Regions from separate parts of the Anas platyrhynchos genome. Here region 1 is linked to region 2. Evidence: chromatin contacts called from public Hi-C data. All regions are on one chromosome and are shown on one strand. Each heading gives the region's core, a stretch centred on a gene start, on an enhancer-like site or on the middle of the called end of the contact. The rest is flanking DNA. Distances are from core to core; before and after follow the strand shown.

What was found. Hi-C and Micro-C count contacts between places; a contact is called where the count stands out from the background.
Region 1: a Hi-C map of subcutaneous adipose tissue shows a contact between it and region 2, with 2.8 times the contacts expected there. The contact joins two enhancer-like sites. A contact is called at or near these places in 3 of 8 Hi-C or Micro-C datasets (liver, skeletal muscle and subcutaneous adipose tissue).

The regions. Positions count from the first base shown.
Region 1 is chr3:45,612,945-45,616,288 of IASCAAS_PekinDuck_T2T, reverse strand. No RefSeq gene overlaps it. Among named protein-coding and RNA genes, the nearest start is that of DYNLT2, 120 kb to the left of the region's middle. Within about 2 kb of position 1,603, at least 1 of the 8 cell types and tissues checked has an H3K27ac peak or open chromatin away from gene starts, as enhancers often do.
Region 2 is chr3:45,320,786-45,324,045 of IASCAAS_PekinDuck_T2T, reverse strand. PSMB1 (proteasome 20S subunit beta 1) reads right to left here. Exons shown (of 6, transcript XM_027454202.3): 6 at 2,690-2,966. The coding sequence ends at 2,781. Among named protein-coding and RNA genes, the nearest start is that of PSMB1, 6.2 kb to the right of the region's middle. Within about 2 kb of position 1,530, at least 1 of the 8 cell types and tissues checked has an H3K27ac peak or open chromatin away from gene starts, as enhancers often do.

The DNA.
Region 1 (3,344 bases), core at 354-2,853, 290 kb before region 2:
AGACTATTTTAAACAGTGTTAGAAAGCTGAGAATTGCAGAATGCAGTGGGGTTTATTTGGATCTGAGGAAATACTGCATACTGAGGATTTAGCAAAATGTGTGTGCACAGTTCAGAGGAAAAATGTTAGAAAATAATCCAATACATGTATTTTTGTCTTCAAATTCTCTTTAACTCAGCTTCCTTAATTCTGTGCTATTTATTGTAATTATTCTTACCTCAAAAGCAGCAATGAAATATTTCCCTTGTGTAAACAAGTTTTAGATATGTTACAGTAACCTGCGAAACATTGATTTTGCTGAGGTTTAGCTACATGTTGAACTTCAACTGTGCACAACAAGAATTCATTTGAACTCCAAAATTCTCTCTTAACATATAAATGTAAGAAAATCACCATTTTAAATAAATTAAAAAAATATATATATTCTTCTATAAATATTTTGGATTCAACAGCTCCAGAACCTTTTGAAAGACTAATGCAAACCATACTGAGCAGCATAGTATTTATTAAAATGTCACTGAAAAGATTGCCTTTGTTTTTCATGATGGTGTCTCTTATTTTCATGTATGAAAGATGGTATTTGTAACTGTTTCAGCTTCCTAAGAAAGGCAGTTCTTGCTTCTTCCACTGGCCCATGTAATACCAGAATAGGTACTACTGTGTCCTACTAACAGTGACAGTCAACATCTTTTGACTTAACAAGATCTAAGATTGCCTTATACACATGATATAAGATTGCCAACATCATAGCTGCAATGAAGCCTTAAATATTCATTTTTATCTTGAACACCTCCAGATGTTCTATAATGTTTCAACATGAATCCTCAGTTTAGTTTTTCTGTGTCTTTTCTGTTTTCTGTAAGGACATCAGTATGCTTCCCTCTGTTGCCATTTTAGAGGCAAAAAACACTTGAAATTAAAAGGGTTTCTTAAAACGATGGAGTCATAAGCCAGAGGGACATAACTATTGTGGTGACAGAGCCTGGGCAGTTGTATCACATTTGTTGTGTCATTGCTGAGACGTGAGTGCAAGAAAATCTGTTCAAATAAGAGGGTGGCAATGCAATGTACCATTTATCCTGGAATAACCTACTTTCATAGGGCTAGAATATGAGGAAGTCAGTCCTAGAAGCTAAAAACACAGACAGAGCTTCCCCTCTGCCTCACAAACCCTTCTCTCTAGAATTAAACTACTTCACTTTTAGCAGTTTGTCACAGTTGCAAGCTCTCACTCCACCAAGGGATGTAGCTGTGAAGAACAAATGATGGTGAATGTTTTATTCTCCTTGTGGTCTCAGCCAGAGGAGGACCACAAATTCAGTAGTCTTGAACTCCTTTGTACTCCAAAGTGGTCTACCCCAGGTCAACCAACATGTGGTCCATAATTACTTCTAGCACCTAATTTTCTCTCAACAACATGTTGTTCAAGATCTCTGTGTAGACAAGCATGTTCAACTGTTCTCCAGCCAGATGTGTTTTACTGGACTTCCTTCAAAATACAGCCGGTCCTCAATAGCCAGCAGATGTTGCTACTGAGCAGCAGAAAGACCAACACACAGAGCTCAGTCTGTGTCTACATGGAGAAAAAAATACCACCCCCAAATGTCAAGTTTGAGTCATCTGTGGTTAAAGTTACATAAAAGGCATGGGGATTCTTGATCCTGTGGATGTATAGAGAAGCTTAGTGAACAGTAAAGTCAATCTTGGAGCAGAAAACTCTCTCCGGTGTTAGAAATATTCTGTCAGCTCGTGGCTTTAAAATTCATATCATCATATTAGTGCTAGACCGCTGACTTCAGCCAACATAACTTAGCTTTGCACCAATGTTCAATCAGTACCTGTAAGTCTGTCAGATATTTAAAGACAAATGTTCTTCTAGGCCTTTGAGGAACCATTTTAGGCACCGTTTCAAGTATTGCCCCAAAACAGTTAATGGAATGCCCATCTGTAAGTTGTGCCGCTCAGACAAGGAACTTCAGCAAGATATTACACTTGCTTTAGAGATCACCCTTTCTCATACAGCATGTTGTAAGGGACACTCAAGGAAGTAAATTCAGAGGGACTTTCTTAACTTTCACTCTTCTGGACTCTTTATATTGTTCTCGTTAGCAATGAGAATGATGATTTGCAAAACAAATTCAGCTTGTCTCAGTTGGCAGGGTTGCAGTGAAGGGGTTGTACAGGTATCTGCACAAGGGGAATTTCCAGCTGCTGTGAAAGGGGTCAACACCATAAGATGACATCTCCATAAGGGGAAGTGATTGTGCAAACTCAAAGGCTTCAATGTGAACGTTGCGCTATTTTTCAGATACAGTGTCAGCTAGGGGGACAAGGGAAGAGGTGAAGTTGCTTAGGGATTTTTTATTATTATTATTTCTATTGCTTGTTTCTGGTAAAAAGCCAGCAATCTGGCATATTTTGAGGAGGAAGGGGAAGCTGACACTGCGATGTGAAAAATATTCCTGGAAATCTGAAATTTCAAAACGTAGCTCTGCCTTTTTCACATTAATTCATTCAAAATTTCCCCTGAGACTCCCTTAGGGGAGTGAAAACACCTGAGAAAAAATCTCATTATCTAACTCCACTCCTGCTTAAGTACTTGTCAGCTCTCACGATGATGTTCATTGCTCCTTATTAGTCCTGTCACTGGCATATGGATGCAGATGAGAAAGTACTTAATTTAACAAAGATCTTTGGGTAACTTGGGACTGGGAAGGGCATCTGCCTTTCAGTGCAATGTGTGAACAGGAATCACTTCCTCTGTATTTGCTCTGTCTCCCCCCAAAAAGCCTTATCTTGAGGAAACTCTTCCAAACTTTCCATATAAACCTGCTAAAATGCCTGGCTCCTCCCCACAAAGTTCCCACCTGGAGCTTGTTGGGAAATTTTTGGCAGAGGTGGTTTTGGGTTGTCTTTTTCCATCAGGAAATGGCAATCTACAGTTTTTCTGAAGAAATAACTGTGTCCTTACCCTGATGAAATAACATCTTCTGTAGGATTGTCAGTCCATAGGAACCAAGAAATGTGTACGTAGTAGTACAGTGTATTTCATCTTGTACATGCAGCAAGTCTTGAAAGAGTGTCATTTCTAACCATAGGTAGAACAGAGATATTTCTTTGTCCTTTTTTGGAAGAAAAAAAAATGGCTGTGATTATTATATTGCTAATTCCCATGGCATATTCTATGGAGACCAAAAAAGAAAAATAAATAAGGAAGAGACTTAATTTCTACAGGTTCATCTATCTTCTTCATTGTTTAGACATATACAGATTACTATCTCTCTAACGAGCTTATTTGCTAAATAAATGTATTGATACCATGCTTAAATTATGGGATAAACTAA
Region 2 (3,260 bases), core at 281-2,780:
GCCATCTGAAGGACTGGGTTAGTACTGCTCCAGACGAAGAGGAGCTCGCTGTCGCGGCTTTGTGCACTTGCTCTTCTTTTGCCATGTCACTTGCAAGCACTCGATCAAGGTGGTTAAAAGTGCTCGTGCCAAGATTAACCAAATTCTGCAGCACAGCTGGCTTTTGAAATAAACGTGTAACTTAATACTAAGAAAGGGTATTGCAAGACAAACACTTTTCTTCTCCCTTCTCTTCCATCAAAGTCTGAGACATCTCATCCCTAGCCAAGTAGAACTGCCAATGCCAGAGCTCTGCTTCTAGGAACTGTAAGTGGTATTCTTCTATTTATTCTTCTTATTATTTTATTCTTCTATTTGTTTTGCCTAGCTGTACCTCCACAGTGTACTACCCTGGGCAGCTGTGTAACTAGATAGTGCTCACAGTACTTCATAAAGCATTAATTGACATGGTAGACAGTGCAACACGGCTACTGACCTGATTTATATACACAAAGTACCAGCACAAAACTAAGGAGGGTTGTGAAAAGTCAGGGTATTCCTGAAAAAAATGGCATTGGTATTTCCAGTCCAACAAGCCTGTGTAAAAGCTCTCATCCCCTGTTGGTTCTTCAACCAGACATACTCCACAGGAGAACTGAGGACACAAAATGGCCATCTCGTCTGTACCAGTGCTCCAACTGGACAGCACTGGTGCCCAGTAGCAAGAAAACTTGCATCCCCAGTACCTGCTGTATCTCCCCTCTGACCTGAACACTCAAATCACCTGGCGTTCCTCCTGAAACAACTTACCGACAAGCCTAGACACCTCGAACTAGAACACGTAATTCTTTACGTCTGTTGGACGTGCATTTAGTTTTCATATAAACTTCACCTTTGACTATACGAGCATCCAAATTCGAAATCAGTCTTTTAAATTGAATCAGTGCAACTCTCCTACACATTTGGCATCTATCAAGAACATTAAATTCATTCAGGTACAAATTAGATCCTTGTTTGTTGCCTTTCCTTAGTAACCGTTTAGATCTTGCATATTGGAAACAGAGCTGTCCAAAAGGCAGGCACGTCAACTTGTTAGCGTGAGCTGCTTACCACTGCAACTTTAGTACTATCCAGTCTCACTGGAGTCCAGCAATTGTGCAAAACTAACATTTTTTCATGAGACACTTTAGCAAATCAGCATGGAATTGGTATCAAAGATAGCTGAGCTGAAGGTGCTTTAATTTAATTTATTGAAGTAACAGTGTGTATTTAGTTTAGCATTCCAGGTTTGTGTTTTAAGTAGATGTGAGGTTTTAGTTCTTGGAATTACTGCACAGTGTTCGATTTGCTCAGTGAGGCACAGCCTGTAGCTACAAAATCAAGTCTACAACTGTGCCCGTTTAAGATGGCTTTTGCAAATAATCTTAAGCATCCCTGTAAGTTACTGGAATGCGCCTGGAAGTTCTGACTTGTGGGATCAAGTGACTTCAGCCCGGGATGCTGTGTCCCTTTACTGCGGCTGATCCTTCTGGGACGAGCTGTTCCCTCCTGACACGGCCCAACAGTGGCACCCAGTGGTCAAAGGGTTTCATGAGCAGTAGCAGCTTCCCAAAGTGTTCAAGTTGTCACTCACTGGATTTCCTAAACACATCCAGAGTCCTTTGAAACGTGCCATGTCTTTCACTATTGGTGCCAGTTACCTGCTGTTTGAACTGTCCAGAAAGCCTGAAACTACCGTCATTGATGAAGACTAGCCAAAGCTAAAAAAAAATTGCACGACACCCACAATGCTGCACCCAAGGCAGTCAGCCACCTTCAAACAAGCCACAAGCTTACTGCAGGCTCAAACAGAATTGTTTTTATAAAGATCAAGCATGGCACCTCAAGCAAAGAGATATTTTTTTATATGTCCTTTTCTGAATGAGTAGAAACTGAACAAGTTCCTGTACAACAGATGATTCTGCCCTTGATTACTCATCTCTGCTTTTCTGAAGGTCCTAGTACCCAAGCCAGATTCCCATGGATCTGACTGTCTATGCTTGATGCAATTTCCTGAGAATCAAGTTAGTAGGACTGACAGCTTCACCCTCAACGTTAACAGGCTTCCAAGAATCTCCACGCTAAGCTATTATCCATCAGAAGCCAGAAAAGGACGCTGCTTCCGTTTTGGACACCAACCAAATACAAATGTGGAGGTGAGTCAAGATGCTGAGTTCAGGACTAAACTTTGAAAAGTTCCATGTAACATTCTTCCCTCTTATGCAGATAAATTTGTTTCAGGCAACTCAGATTTATCATCTGTAAATAAATACAGAGGTCAGATGCCAGAACAGCACATCAGAAAGATAAACAAGAAGATGGGAAAAGTAAGCTATGAAGTACGGAGAAGACAGCAGGAACAAACACAACAAATGCTTTTCCTCACTAAACCGAGGCTGAACAGAAAGCATCATCAGAAAAGCTGTCAATCTAATTTTAGCAAGTTCACAATCCTCCATGTTGTAGCATATGGGACTGCAAGAAGAGGATTAAATTGACAATGTAATTAGATCGATTAATAGATGAAGATGAGATGAACCAAATTGACTTAGACAAACATTTAATATCATCCTCGCCACAAATTGGGTTTCTAAAAAATCAACAAAAAACCCCCACACCAAAAACACCACTATCACTTCTACCAGACAGAAAATACTCGGCATTACAGTAGTCAAACTTCTTGAAAAAATTTAATAAGACAAACATCTTCATGATACAGTTAAGTTGTATTCCATAGATTACATGTTTGTATGTGAACTGTATTAGTCTTTCCGCAATTGGATGGTTTCCTCTTTAATTCCATCTTTTGTGACCACACAAATCTTAAGTGCATCACCAGTGTATACATCTCTCTCAGCAGCAGAAATAAAGACATCTTTAACCAGCTGCAAAGCCTTTTCCAGGGTCAGAGGTACATGCTCCACATTTTGCATGTTCTTGAAGCCAATCTAAGAAGAGATGAAAATGCTTTTTAAATGAAGTACATTCCATCTAGCACAAAAGCTGTTTCAATCTCTGCACTAGAACGAGCAGATTTAGACAACTTCAAAAGAAATGATTAGTCTGTTTTAAAAACAGAGTTGGCAAAAGCAGTCCTCCATACAGTTTATAGCTGCGTGATCAGAACTTTACCTATGCTGATATTCATACGTAAGTAAACGGAAGCAGATCTAGTATAAAGCATAGCCTCTCCTACTAATATTCAGCATATGCAAGATACTGATCTGTTTGTTCAGAAACTT